Linked DNA regions of Zea mays: region 2 is linked to region 1. Evidence: chromatin contacts called from public Hi-C data. All regions are on one chromosome and are shown on one strand. The core of a region is the stretch at or near the end of the contact, and the rest is flanking DNA. Distances in the headings are between cores, read along the strand shown. Region 1 holds the start of LOC103650047. Region 2 holds the start of LOC103650050.

Region 1 (3,815 bases), core at 380-2,879:
AGAATCGCCGGCGCGCAACTCCTCCTCCATCGAACTACTCAGCGTCTCCTCAGACGAGGCGGCGGCCGGCGGCGAGGGATCGACCGGCGGCGTAGCGGCAGCGGAAGAAGAGGAGGTCGGCATCGCTACGTACCGTCGGCGGCGGCGGGCGGTCTGCCTCACCCGAGCCAGATCTCTGGCGAACAAGAGCACGGCGGGCAGACGAGCAGCAAGACGGCGGGCGACTAGGGTTTTCGCGGAGCGCGGAAAGTGAAGTTCAAAAAGCACCGACCCCCGCTCCCTTTTATAGGCGGCGCGCGGCTCTTCGGGAAACCCGCAATCCAACAGGGCGCGGCGCTTCGGGAAACCCGCAATCCAACAGTACGCCGTCAATCAACGGTCACATCAAAAACCCCCGCGGAACCACTTCGAGCGAGGGCAGCGTCTCCGCCATCTAGCGACGTCTTCGGCACCAGATGACTTTGTCGAACTGGTCCCTCGGAGGGCAAATGTTGGGGCGAAGGCAAAGACGCCACCCTTCGCTCGAAGCCTTCGCTGCAGCCGCTGGTCTGGCAGAGACAAAACAGGCAGGGACACCCTTCGCTTGATCGGCACCAGACGAAGACCGGCGACGACGTCATCCCACAGTGCAGCCTCGTCCAGCTCAGAGGCCCACGTGTGATCCGGCCCATCGTAACGGGCCCTGCGTGGCCGCCGCGCGTTACGAGCCTAATTTGTAAAGGCATCCCTGTAATTACAGTCTGTAACCCCGCTTTATGGGAATATTCTGGGGATAACCTAGGTAGCTGAGGGCACATGCGTCCTTAGCACAAGGCGCTGGGCGCTCAGGTACCTATAAATACCCCCGCACAGTGCCCGTGAGGGGCCAGATTAACAGAGCTATTGCCTTCTAGCACGTAACCCTGTTATCATCACTGTTCACCCTTGTTGACCTCCTTGCGACTGAGAGCAAGTGACAACACCAGGTACATAGCAAGGCCTAAAATAGTATTGTAGATAATTATTTAATTTGCAAGGAAATGCAATTTATTTTCACATAGACATAGTAGAGAGTTAGAGAATATATGGAAGGAAATAATTATTAGGATTGCTCCAACATCTTCTCCGTTGTCCGAAAATCACAGTAGATAATCAATTCCAATTAAGTTCATATTAGTACACATTAGCATATAGTCCGTGCTAACACTACGATTCTGCGGAGGTGAGAAGAGAGGAGATGTTAACGATGACGGTGCGAGAGAAGAGGTTGACGACTATAACGACGACGACATAAGTGAGGGGGAGGAGGCTACGGGACACGAGGGAGGGGGAGGCTAGAGCTGCAGGATTGCGGAGGAGGGAGGGGGAGGGAAATGATAATTCAAATAATACCGTTCACTAGATTTGAGTGAGCAAGAGAGAGTTATTTAGCGATCTGAGCGTTGATTTTGATTGTATGTTAAGTTTGGGTATAATATGTTTGTTGATTTTTAATGGAGGTGTAAAAATGATTGGATTGAGCGAGTTTTGTAAAGTTTATAGTGCTATAGTTATAGATTCGCTGGCCTCAAGCCCACTATCCGCTCAAGAAAGTTTATGGGCCTCAACAGTTGCTCTCCTGTCTTCCTCCGGAGTTAAGTTTATGGGCCTCAACAGTTGCTCTCCTGTCTTCCTCCCCAACTCCGTCGATCCGCCTCCTCCTCCCTCTCCAGTCCCGTTGCACTTCCTCGGTCCCCTCCTTCACTCCCCCCACCCCCACCAATGGCGTCTCCTCGCCGCCGCTCCCTCCCACTCCGCTTCCTCATCTTCATCCCTGCCCCCCTCTTCCTAGTCCTCCTCTTCCACCGCTCCTCTCATTCTACCGCCCCGCTTCTCCACACCGCAGGCTCTGGCTCCGGCCCCAGCTCTGATCCCCGCCGCTTCTCCCTCCTCATCAAGCTCCTCGCCTACGACCGGCCGGCCGCGTTTCGCCGCTGCCTCCGCTCTCTCGCCGCAGCTGACTACGATGGGGACCGCGTCGCGCTCCACGTCCTCCTCGACCACCGCCCGCCCAACTCCTCGTTGCCCCCCCTCGCCACGTCGCACGAGATCCTTGACTTCGTCGATGCGTTCCCGTGGCCGCACGGAGAGAAGCGCGTGCACTACCGCGCCTCCAACGCGGGGCTCCAGGCGCAGTGGATAGAGGCATGGTGGCCTGGCTCCGACGACGAGTTCGCCTTCGTCGTCGAGGACGACCTCCAGGTCTCGCCGCTCTACTACAAGTTCCTGAAGCGGCTGGTCCTGAGGTACTACTACGACCGCGAGAACTACAGCCCCTACCTGTTCGGCGCGTCGCTCCAGCGCCCTCGGTTCGTCGCAGGTGAGATGTTACTTAATAACACTGCACTGCATCATGAATGCTTGTTTAGTCTCATCTCTTGGTTGCAAAGAAAGGGTGCGAAATGCAGACTGTTATTCTTACGTAGGACCTGGCGTGGTTAATGGTCTCTTTTTTCTGTAGTTCGTTGAGATGAAGCTGCTATTAAGCATCATAGCTAGTTTTTTTGTTTGCCTCATCACATCACTGTGATATGTGTCCTATTCATTGGGGTTAGTTATAAGATTGACTCTGTTTTTTGCTCTCATGCCAGATTGAGGAGGTTGTGTGTGTATAGTGGATCTCTGTGCTTATAATTTACTAAGGGCATGTTTGGTTCCTTGTCTAACTTGCCACACTTTGCCTAACTTTTCTGCCTAAGGTTAGTTCTTCAATTTGAACGACTAACCTTAGGCAAAGTTTGTCGTAGTTAGCCACGAACCAAACATGCCCTAAGTTAATTATCATTTCTGCATAAGAGCTTCTGTCACTGGAACTTGAAACACAAAACACAAATAAGGCTATCTCCAGCAGCTTACTCATCTCTATACTTATATTCAAATTCCACTCTGTAAACAGTACAGTCTACAATGCAAAACAGTGTTTTTGGTGACCATATGAGTGAACTGCTGGGCACGGTCTAAGTAGGGTAGGTTAAAATATGACGATAACATGCCATGGTGCTCTAGTCTATAATCTCTGGTGTCATCTTGTGTCTCAGTTAAAATGTTGGAGATTCACAGCTTAGAATTTCTCATGAATAGGATTTATGTATTTGATTTCCTTGAAGCTTGCATTCATTTTAGTTCCGAGAACTCTGATCTCGCAATATTGCTCTGACATTAGCCATAGATTTTTATATAGCAAAGTTTGTTTGACTTGTTCTGACTTTTGGTTGCCTGCAGCCCGAATGTCGTCATATATATTACTATAGTTGGTTAGTGAAGGGTGACCGACCGTGGCTCTTGGATACATTTTTTTTAGTTTTACTGGTTATTTTCTTTTTTAGGATAATGGATAATGTGCTCTGTTCGCAAATTTCAATGTACAGGAGGCCCTACTGACATGATCTAAGACAAAAGTTGGTCCTCATGAAAAAATATTGTCTGCCTAGAATCTAGGAACGACCATCTGGTGTCTTCAGTTAGATGTTTGGTTCATTCCTATGTTTAAGCTTGGGTTTTTGAGAAATGGCAACCAAAGTAACCAAGCTGAATAGAAACTGAACCTCATTAATCAATGTTAGTTGGTTCAGCTAATTCAGTTTTTGGTAAATCAATTGACATCGCCTCAGCAGGGCGGCACAAACACAACACTGCAACATCTACTGACCTCATGAACTTTTCAATTTTATTCAAGGAAACCGTAAAGGTAAGGTATCTTCTTAGTGGAAGAAGTGTTAGCTTGTTTAGCATAAGCACTTCCACCAAACCATTACATTTCACTAAGCAAAAGTTATCTTGGCAAGAAGAAGAATCCA
Region 2 (3,815 bases), core at 584-3,083, 270 kb before region 1:
ATAAATATCTAATTATAAAAGTATAAAACGTGGTATAATCAATGTTGTTACTGCGTAGTAAATATTCATACGAGACTAACACAACTGGAACGATTCAATTTAGAATTAAAATGAGGAAGTTACGAATTTTCAAAGTTTCTATGTATTTGATATAGGATTAATTAGGAAATCAATTTTATTGTTGTTTTCATGACAAAACAGAGGTAGTATGTGATAAAAATAATATTATAGAATTATAGAAATTGGAATGAACTCATTTAGATTTAATATGAAATTTCCATGAATTAAATGGGTTTCTGCAATTATTTTTAAACTAAAAATCAATTTCTAAACTCCTTTTCCCTATTTTCTTTATTTCCTGGACTGCGTCCCAAATTCCAGAAAAATCAGGGACCAAGCTATAAATGTTTTTCTAGACTCAGTGAGCATACAGAGTGTACGGTGGGTTAAACACAAAAGACGTTTTAGTTGAAGTTGTATACAATTCAACATGAGTCATGTTGGTTAGAGGGTGGAAGGCTAGGCATTCTGCTCAATAGATCCAAGATTCGATCCTAGGCAGCCATGATTTGATTTTTTTTCTGGACGGCTGAGATCGTAGAATGACAGAACACAAAAAGGCAGACTACTATTGCTAACTTAATAAGTAGTAGAGGTTTACATGATACATTAAGAAAGAGAAAAGGCACTACTAATTTTGAACATTGTCTGAAGCTGCAATTCTTTGCAGATAAACCTATAGGTCTCCACTTGTTGTATACTGAACATTAGACTATATGATGATGATAATACAAAACGTCCACCACGTGAGCAGTAGGGTCTGGTCTAGCAGCACGAGTATTTGTTCCTGTTTAATTCAAAAATAAACTAGCGGATGACAAATATTCGATAACGGAGTTAGTATATTTGAGGCTTGTTGTTGGAGAACCACGTTTTGTGTCACTTCTAAATAGATTAAATCGGTTTAAAAAAATATTGACCTTAGTTTAGGATCCTTCTTGGAGTTGCTTTTACCCGCAGGAGATTGCTTACATTGGCCTCCACGTCGAAGTATAGTTGTACATTCGGGCCGCCCAGCCCGGCCCGGCCCAAACCCGAAAAAACTCGGCACGTTTAATTTCGGGCCGGCCCGGCCCAGTATTAAATTCGGGCTGTGCCGTGCCGGCCCACGGCCCAGCCCATATTTCACTAAACATGCCGTGCTTTAAATGGGCGGCCCGAAATAAAAAATGGCGCAACCAAACGCCCGCACCGGGCCTCAGTCGCGCAGTACGACGGCGGGGTCCTTGGACGGCCCGAGGTCTCCCCCTGGGCAACCGGCGCCGGGATCGTCGGACGCGTCCCTCGCGGCGGTGGTGGCGGCGTCAGGGTCGGGGTCGCGGGCGGAGTCGATGGCCTCCTGAGCCTGGTCGAGGTAGGGCTTGAAGCCGACGCGGAAGGAGAGGTAGCCGAAGGCCACGGCGCCCAGCACCACCACCCCTGAGGCCCTGAGCGCATCGCGTTCTGCCGCGCCCGGCTCCTGCCCGCACTCATCGCCGACACGGACGCGCGCACCTGGTTTGGCCTCCTGTCGACCTGAGAAGACAGAACGGTGGATGGATCCCTGATCCTTCCCAGCCTCCCTGGATTGGACAAGTGCAGTGCGAGTCTGTGGACTGTGGGTGTGGGAGTGTTTTGTCTCTATAAAGTCTAAGCAAACAGCTAAGCTGCCTACTCGATCCGTTCCTTCTAATCTTTCCCTATCTTAAAAGTCACAGGTTATGGATGGAGCATGCCGGTGGCCGGTGCTGGATGGGAGTCGCCAGTCGGGAATCGGGATCGGCGGATCGGGACACGGGAGAAAACGGCGGCCGGGCAGGGACGTAGCACGTAGGGTTTCAGGTTAATGGAAATGGGCCGCGCGGTTGCGGCGCTTTAGGCCCGTCCCGCCGTCCGTCCGTGGACACACAGACAACGAGAATTTCAGGAGTGCGCTGCTATGAATTTCGGGCCTTTCGTGCCAGTAAACGGGCCAATTCGGATCTGCTTAAACGGACCGGGCTCGTGCCCGCCTGTGGGCCTCGGCGTCGGCCCAAGCACGGCCCGATACAAGTATACAACGGGCCGGGCCGGGCCGGCACGGCCCGAAATAATTTCGTGTCGTGCCGTGCTTGGGCCGAACTTTTTTTTCGTGCTTCGTGCCCGTACATTAGGTCCAGCCCAAATGTACACCTCTACGTCGAAGTACTTGCTCGTCACTTTGGCCTGCAGATCCACGGGCCACGGCTCTCTGTAGCGAAACACAGGCAGGCTGTCAACACGCACACGCGCTCGGTCTCTCGGGGAGCGCCGGCAGGTGCCCGTAACCGGACATACTGACGACGCGGGCGTCGCGGTGGCCGCCAAGCCACAGCGCGTGCGTAGCACGCCGCGTCTCGCCGTCGGCGGTGCCGGCGCAAGGACGGAGGGAGCGGACACGGCCGGCATGCACACCAAAGTTTTGTTTTGGTTTGGCTTCGCATATCGGTTTTTTTTTTGGATTGTTTTGGCCTATCGGATTAAATGGAGAAATCAAGAGGGAGTGGTGGGCCTCCGGAGTTAACTTGCGTGAACGCCTTTGTATGGCCTGTTGGGCTCCTTCCCACTCGACTACCCTTGTCTTTTCCTCTTTTCGGCCCGTAAAACTGGGCTACGGTTGTGTGTCCTTTTGTAGCCCGTGTGTAGCGCAAAAAATAATTATTTTGTCTCTCTCAACTATCGTGGAAGTTAGTCAGCCTTTTCACCCATATAAAATCAGATAGAAATTATCTCATCTTTGAAAATCAGGCACGTGACCATATGTCTGATTTTCTATATGTGTTTCCTTATTCTTTATGTTTATTTTGATCAAATCTTTAAAAAACCCAGACTAAATCATAGAAAATTCAATCTTGTTGAACTCCACATGAATAGATTAGATCTATGCTTTATGTAATTAGTTTATAGATGCAGTTTCTGCGGTCCAATTATATTGAAAATTTTATGGTACGCTAACTATTACATATTTGAGTTATAGTAAATAAAATCATGCTCATTGGATCATGTAATGCTGAATTATAGATTTAGCTAGGTTAATATTTGTTAAATAGTTTTAAAACAATATTTAAAAGTGTGTAAAATAGAAAATATGTGCTCTCTATGTAGTGTTACTATATGTTATATTATATGTAAACGCATCTAGGTCCCTTGTTGGGTTTTGGTGTTTAATTACATTAAATTATTATGATAATGTGTATTTTACATATGTAGATTGAGATAGGTCATAATAACGGTGAATGATTAGGCTAATGTAGTTTCTATGCCCATATTGATGAATGATCAGTTTTCAAAGGATGAGCGAGAAGGTTAAAGATGAACTAGTTTTAAGTGACAATAGAGTTGATGAACACACATATTAGCGATAGCACCTTTATTTTCCCTCCAGTCGTACTGTAAAGGGGGCATAGATGGATATCTTGATCTAGATAAGTCTAGTTTATGAGTGGTGAGGCACACATGTGAAAACTAGTGATAGGTAACCATATGAAAGTCCAAGAGATGCTTGATATCAAACCCAACTCGATATAGCAGTATTAGTTTCCCCTAATATGTGCTAGTGTGTTTGGGTTAAAGCTTGCACATATGTTTGATAAGAATCGTGGGAGAGACAATGCTACAAAATTATGCTAAGGTGTTTAGAACAAACCTTTGTAATTGAAAGGGAAATAGGGTCAAACCTTTTTCTAAATGATTTTGGTAGTTGAATTATTGCCCAATACAAATTATTGGACTAACTAGTTTGCTCTAAAATATATGTT

Evidence for each region. A called contact is a pair of places that touch in the nucleus more often than the background predicts.
Region 2: a Hi-C map of tassel shows a contact between it and region 1, with 2.3 times the contacts expected there. The contact joins the promoter of LOC103650050 here to the promoter of LOC103650047 in region 1. A contact is called at or near these places in 2 of 25 Hi-C or Micro-C datasets (ear and tassel).

What each region holds. Positions count from the first base shown.
Region 1 is chr3:48,264,629-48,268,443 of Zm-B73-REFERENCE-NAM-5.0, reverse strand. It overlaps LOC103650047, which reads left to right and starts at 1,629. Exons shown (of 3, transcript XM_008675716.4): 1 at 1,629-2,338. The coding sequence starts at 1,741.
Region 2 is chr3:48,537,642-48,541,456 of Zm-B73-REFERENCE-NAM-5.0, reverse strand. It overlaps LOC103650050, which reads right to left and starts at 1,833. Exons shown (of 2, transcript XM_008675718.4): 1 at 1,492-1,833; 2 at 999-1,489. The coding sequence starts at 1,533. The coding sequence ends at 1,259.